Regions from separate parts of the Mus musculus genome. Here region 1 is linked to region 2. A link is a contact called in public HiChIP or PLAC-seq data. All regions are on one chromosome and are shown on one strand. The core of a region is the stretch at or near the end of the contact, and the rest is flanking DNA. Distances in the headings are between cores, read along the strand shown. Region 1 overlaps Ncoa3 (nuclear receptor coactivator 3). Region 2 holds the start of Ncoa3 (nuclear receptor coactivator 3).

The links. HiChIP or PLAC-seq counts read pairs in DNA pulled down with a chosen protein or histone mark.
Region 1: a contact with region 2 is called in an H3K27ac HiChIP or PLAC-seq map of embryonic stem cells, with 8 read pairs. The contact joins the enhancer-like site here to the promoter of Ncoa3 in region 2. A contact is called at or near these places in 3 of 39 promoter capture datasets (hippocampal neurons and liver), 10 of 484 Hi-C or Micro-C datasets (the P5424 cell line, bone marrow-derived macrophages, cerebellum and 1 more), 5 of 115 datasets of contacts at active chromatin or transcription factors (the HPC-7 cell line and embryonic stem cells) and 4 of 9 other capture datasets (adipose tissue, embryonic stem cells, liver and 1 more).

Annotation. Positions count from the first base shown.
Region 1 is chr2:166,064,900-166,068,043 of GRCm38.p6, reverse strand. It overlaps Ncoa3 (nuclear receptor coactivator 3), which reads right to left. Exons shown (of 23, transcript NM_008679.3): 18 at 1,993-2,286; 19 at 399-482. Among named protein-coding and RNA genes, the nearest start is that of Gm52534, 54 kb to the left of the region's middle. Within about 2 kb of position 1,418, at least 5 of the 459 cell types and tissues checked have an H3K27ac peak or open chromatin away from gene starts, as enhancers often do. A contact at or near this core is called in embryonic stem cells, where this site is marked.
Region 2 is chr2:165,991,376-165,994,538 of GRCm38.p6, reverse strand. It overlaps Ncoa3 (nuclear receptor coactivator 3), which reads right to left and starts at 1,902. Exons shown (of 23, transcript NM_008679.3): 1 at 1,781-1,902. It overlaps LOC115489489 (soluble scavenger receptor cysteine-rich domain-containing protein SSC5D-like), which reads left to right and starts at 758. Exons shown (of 2, transcript XM_030252296.1): 1 at 758-2,199. The coding sequence starts at 845. The coding sequence ends at 1,936.

The DNA.
Region 1 (3,144 bases), core at 169-2,668, 74 kb before region 2:
ACTTCTCTCCAGCCCCTCATCACAGACAAAGCAGAGTGAGAGTGAAAGACCAAGTACAGGAGCTGGAGACATGGCTCAATTCCCACACCCACAAGGCTGCTCACAACCATCTGTACCTCCAGGTCCAGGAGATCTCATGTCCTTTTCTGGCCTCCACATGATACAGACATCCATGCAGATAACACACTCATAAACATTAATATATATATATATATATATATATATATATATATACACACACACACACACATATATATACATACATATATATATATAGAGAGAGAGACAGTGTGACAACCAATTCTTACAAAAACTTCAGAATTATTTAACAGGCATAGCTAAGGCCAGGCCGGGCGTGGGTCCCGCCTGGACTGGCCCCTTCTCTGCAGGGAACGTACCTGGGGCATCATGGGCCTCATCACAGCAGTGCCAGCAGGGTTCTCCATTTTCATTTCAAGTGCCTGCCGGCTCTGATTTAAAAACTGAACAGAGTTGGGTTAGTAGGTCAAGTGGAGCGTGTTAGTGAGCCCCAATCAGCTTTATACACTACCCCCACCCAGTGAGATCTCTCCAGACCCACCAAGCTAGGGAGCCACATTTAAACTGAATTGGTTCGTCGTCGTTTACATCCTGCAGAAGGAAGACAGCTCTACAGCTGAGAGCGTGCACAGTCCATCCACTGGACCAGATTCCTTTCCCAGCACCTACATGGTGGCTCAGTCACCACTGCCCCAGTTCTAGTGCACCTCACACCTCTGGCCTCTGCAGGCGTGCATGCGTGCGTGCGTGCGTGCGTGCGTGCGCGCGCAAACACGAACTGCACAGACACTATTAAAAATACAAGAAACCTTAAAAAAAAAAAAAAAATAGAAAAAAAGTTCGCAGGACAGAGTTCCTGGACAGCGACATTGGCGCCGATTCCCTGCCTCGGTGTGAGGCTTAAACAACTGCAGCAGGAATGCAGTGTCAAGTTTCTCCAGGGACTGTTGCTCAGACAATCAAAATTACTCTGACTTGATCAGACACTAGTGAGCACTTAATAGAAAGGAGGACTAAGCTATAAAATAGTACCATGCGCACAGGCACAGAGCTTCCCCAGTTCTGAGCCTGCTGCAGGGGCTGCCATAGCCTGGCTCTGGCTTCCTGGGCTCTCCTACTCAGGTGACTCACTGCCACCTGGTAACAAGCACTCACCAGCCCGTGCAACCATACAAATATGCTTTAAAGCAACTGCAGATTAAGGAAAGAGGAGGGTGTGGATTCCCTAGAACTGAGGTTAGACAGTCAGTTGCCCACAGTAGGTGCCAGGAACTGAACACGGGTCCTCTGCAAGAGCAACAAGTGTTCTTAACCACTGAGCATGCCTCCGGCCCCAAAGTGCATCAAGAAGTGATTTCCATTAAAATACTGAGTCAACAGGGGTGCTTAACGCATTGCATGCCTGCAATCCCGGCAGGAGAGGTTGAGACAGAAGTGGTTACAAGTCCCCTAGACAATCATCAAGATCTTGTCTTTAAAACAAAAAGCTGAGGAAATGCCTTCCAAGGGCCATCAAGACACACTGCTCCTCCTGCTGTCCTGTCCTGTGTCAAACAGCTCACTGTGCTGTCCTAACTGGCCTGGAACTCACTCTGTAGACCAGGCTGACCCATGGAACTCACAGAGACCTGTGCTTCTTTCTGCCTCTCAAGTGCTAGGATTAACAGCATGCACTAAGCAAGGCTCTAAGAATTAAACTGGCTTGCCTGGCTTGCTTGGAAAGTACATTTACCCACTGAGCCATTTTGCCACTGCTAATGTTATAGCAAAGAATATACATATAGAAAGATACCCAAGTTTAATACACACTCCTTATCAAGGAACTGTCTGCATAAACAAAATCTTACAGAGAAGTGAAAGCAAAAGGGATTCCTTTAGTTAGCAAAGAGTGGAGAGCCGGTGGCAAGGGCCACGGAGAGCACAGCCTAAGAGCCCCTGACAGCCCGGTCTTACCTGCTGGCCCTGTAGCCTCTGCTGAAGCTGCATTCTCAGCTGCTTCGGGGTGTTGGTCCTTGGTCTCACGAGGCCGGCTCTAGGATGCATGCCTTGCAGAGGAAAGCTGCCTTGCTGGCTAATCTGACCCATCATAGAGTTAAACGATGGTGACTGTCCCTGAAGGTTAAAGCCTCCTTGAAGGGGAGGACCCTGAGCTGGGTATGTCTGTCCATATAGTGCAGCCTTCTGATCCATCATTACTGCTGCTTCTTGGCCTTGGAAAACATCCTGTTTGGACTCCAAAGCTTGTCCCTTAAACATCAAACACAAAGGAATGGTTAGCTACACCTGAGAAAGCAACCAAAAGCAAATGCTGCAAACAAGGGAAAAAATGTAAATCAGTACATGTGACCGGTGGTGGCTCAGAACCCAGATGCCTGAAGCTGCATCTGCACTGTGTCTTGTGTACTCCTGTGTAGTTCAGAACTCATGTCTGTAGAATGGGACAACCAAGTCTCAAAAGGATGGGAGAAAATGAATGGTGATTTGGTTGAAATGTAGTAATGAATGTAGGTAATTAGATTCTCTGGTTTTCAAACATCAAAAGAAAACCAGTGTAGGGCTGGTGAGATGGCTCAGTGGGTAAGAGCGCCCGACTGCTCTTCCAAAGGTCAGGAGCTCAAATCCCAGCAACCACATGGTGGCTCACAACCATCCGTAACGAAATCTGACTCCCTCTTCTGGAGTGTCTGAGGACAGCTACAGTGTACTTAGATATAATAAATAAATAAATCTTTAAAAAAAAAAAAACAAAAGAAAACCAGTGTATTATTTTAATGTTTAATAATAAATAACTCTATATAGTGGAACTGACATAAATTATGGGTTGTCCAGGTGGCTAAACAAGTAAAGGTGCCTGCTGCCTGAGTTCAATCCGTGGCTCCCACACAGTGGAATAATAAACTCCTGGAAGTGGTCCTCTGACTCCACATGCATAGCAGGGTCTTTTAAGTGCATGTATACATGTACGCTCTCGGCCTTTTTGGTAGCTATAATGTGTTTAATACCTGAAAAGATACTATTGGCTCAAAACCAGAGCTCTATACACTAAGAACCCTTACTTACACACTTACACACACACACACACACACACACTTACACACACACACA
Region 2 (3,163 bases), core at 653-3,152:
ACTGGAGCCATAGATGGTTGCTGGATGCTGCGGGTCAATACCAGGTCCTCTAGTAGAGCAGTAACCAATGTTCTTAAAGCTCTGAGCCATCTCTCCAGCTCCTGCAAGTTTAAAATAGCAAAAAAAGAAAACACTACCCCTCCCCAGCCCCCGTTCCTGCTCTCAGTATATACCAGCTGGGGTTTGTTTCTAATGAAAATACTTTAGTCTTTAGTTCCAAAGCCAAACTTACTGCAAGAAATGCTAACAGTCATTGCCACAGACAGGGTTTCTAGTGGAAGAGATTCCTTTTTCAGTATTTTCAGACCTTTTCAGTTGGGTATCCGATGTGGAAAAAACCTATTCTGAATACTTGATAACCATTTAAGGTTTTAAAAGAACAAACGGCTCACAAACTCAGAGGTTTGCACTGCCCTGTTAGTCCACAGCCGTATCTGCTGAAGATCTGAATGCATGCACCCTTAGCTCCAGCAACTCATTTCTGCAACAACCTGCAGGAACAAATGCTGAGGCTTTGGCGCAGCAGAGATCTGTCAACCAAGCCGAGGGTCCCCGACATTTAAATCTCAGTCCAGAAACCCTGATACAGGACCTCTCATCTTATTCGTCCACCTAGCCCTTCAGCAGACAGGGGACTGACTCGCCTTCCTGGTTTTTAACCTCACAAGCTTAATTACAAAAACAAGTTGGCTTTGAAGCGCTACTCAGAAACTGCAACCAAAAAAAAAAAAAAAGGAAGTCTTCGCATTTGGGAGGGGGAAAAAGTTTCTCGACTTAAAGACACTTTCCAACCTTCCAGTGTCATACAGTGTGGAGTCCTAGGCTCCTGCTCCGCGGGCCTACGATGCTCTGGCCTCTCCGAGCTGCTCTCCTGCTTAACTTTTCCACCCTAGCCACCCTCAAGCTGCCTAGGGAAGTAGCACTGCCTCCCACTTCATTTAAACTACTGCAAACAGAATCAATGAACGAACCTAGACTGGGAATTTCAGAAGATGAAAGCGACCTCGATGATAGCCGACACAAGACGGCAGAGCCCCTATCCACGCCGCACAGAGAGGGAGAGACCCCACACTCATCCCATACAGACGGCCGACCCTGCATCCACGCTACACACACCTCGGACTCCTCATCCGCCAAGCATCCACCCTGGAGACATCGCGGACCCCGCATCCACCCGGTCCTCGCCCCGCACAGACCGCAGACCTTGCACTCACCCCTCGCACCTCCACTCACCCGGCACACACCAGCACACACCTCGCACACCGCACTCAGCTCCCTCGCCCAGCATCCACCCTGCAGACCCCCACACGCAGCCTGCATCCACCCCACACACCTGGCGGACTCCGGGGCCACCCAACACACCTGGCACAACCCGCAGACCCCCACATCCATGCCACACACCCCGCACACGCCACAGACCCCACTCTCACCCCGCACACACCCCGCGGGCACCGCACACTCCGTGTCCGCCGCGCCCGCTCGCAGCGGAGCCGCAGCTTCGGCCGGAGGAGCCGCCCGTGTCCGCTCCGCCGGGCGGCGCCGGCGGGAAGAGGAGACTCGGCTGAGCTTCTCCGACCCGAGATTCGGCGGGGGGAGCCCCAGCGGCAAGCAGAGGCCGCGGCCGCGAACTCCTCGCGACCCTGCACGGGCCCCGGAGCCCAGCGCCGCCCGCGCGATCCCTGTCGCCTGCGCCGCGCGTTACTGGCGACCCCAGGACCCCCGCCTCAGGCCATGCCGCCGGCCTCGCCCGCCGCTCGCCACTGCCTTTCTCTCCACTCACCGCTCGCCGCCATCTTCCCCAACGCTGTTCTCGATCGGAAACTCACAGCTCAGCCCCGGCCGCCGACACCGACTCCGCCGAGGCCGCCGCCGGCGCTCTGAGGAGCTGAGGCAGCCGCCGCTGAAGCCGCGGCGCGGGGGCCGCCGGGATTTGTAGTCCCGCGGCCACGCCCAGCACTACGGGTCCCAGGGGGCCGTGCGCGAGGCAGGGGGCGTGGCCGCGAGGCCTGGGTTCCCCTCAGCTCACCCAGCCGCTGGAGGTGAAGAGGACGTTCTGGGTTCGTTTTCCCGTTTGCCTGTCTCCATCCTGGAATTCCTGACTTCAATGGAGTGTTCATTGTGCGCCAAGCACCGTCCCACAAGACCAGTAGCTGAGGGGGCGTTGTCCTTACTTTTCAGAGGAGCAAACTGAGGCCCGAGGTCAGGAGCCCTGCTAAGTCACTGACTTGAAAAGGTTTCGGGCCTTGCGGTGATGGCACACGCCTTTAATCCCAGCACTCAGGAGGCAGAGGCAGGCGGATTTCTGAGTTCGAGGCCAGCCTGATCTACAAAGTGAGTTCCAGGACAGCCAGGGCTATACAGAAACCCTGTCTCGAAGGAAAAAAAAAGGTTTTGGCTCACAAGGTGTTGGTCCTCAGGTTTGGTCTCTGCGTATTGTGATTTAAACCAGAGAACAGCTTGCTTTACAGTGGGAATTACTGAGAGACAGCACCTTAACCAAGAACATCTTAAACTCGGTGCCACCAAAGGTGACTCAAACTGTCACGCCATGTCCCCGATAGGATGCAGTGCAGAAAGCAGAAAACTACCAAGTTAAGTGACCTGAATCTAACGGAATAGGAAAATAAATAAATAAATAATTTTTTAAAAAATTAAAGCGCAGAATGTGCAGCATTCTACAGAACCAGCCTCTCCTCCAAGAAAACCGATGGTAGCAAGTGAAGGCAATCCCAGTGACCCCATGGCTCCGGGGCAGAAACAGAAGAAACAAAAACTCAAAGTCCTCCTTCAAAGCAGGGATTTAAAGCCAAGTTGGGGATGGGGGTGAGGGGAGTCTGACCAAAATAAATAAGGCCAAAGTTAAATTCAATAAATGTAGGCCAGGCTAGACTCCAGTTTAGAAACCTGGCTGCCTCTGCCTCCCTAGTGCTGGATTAAAGGCATGCACTAGCAACCCCGGTTTATGGATAGTTCTTAGGTAAAAAGAACTTGTAAAGGAATTTGGAGTTAATGGGAAAAAATAGAGGACGTCTTGGGACACAACTGTATAAAATGTCTTCAGTGTGAATAAGACTAACCCTATCCTGAGGTTCTGCTGTCACCTCAAGGATTTCCCACCTGCACTACTTTACTGTTCTGCAAGTGTCCACTGTTTACCCTTGGA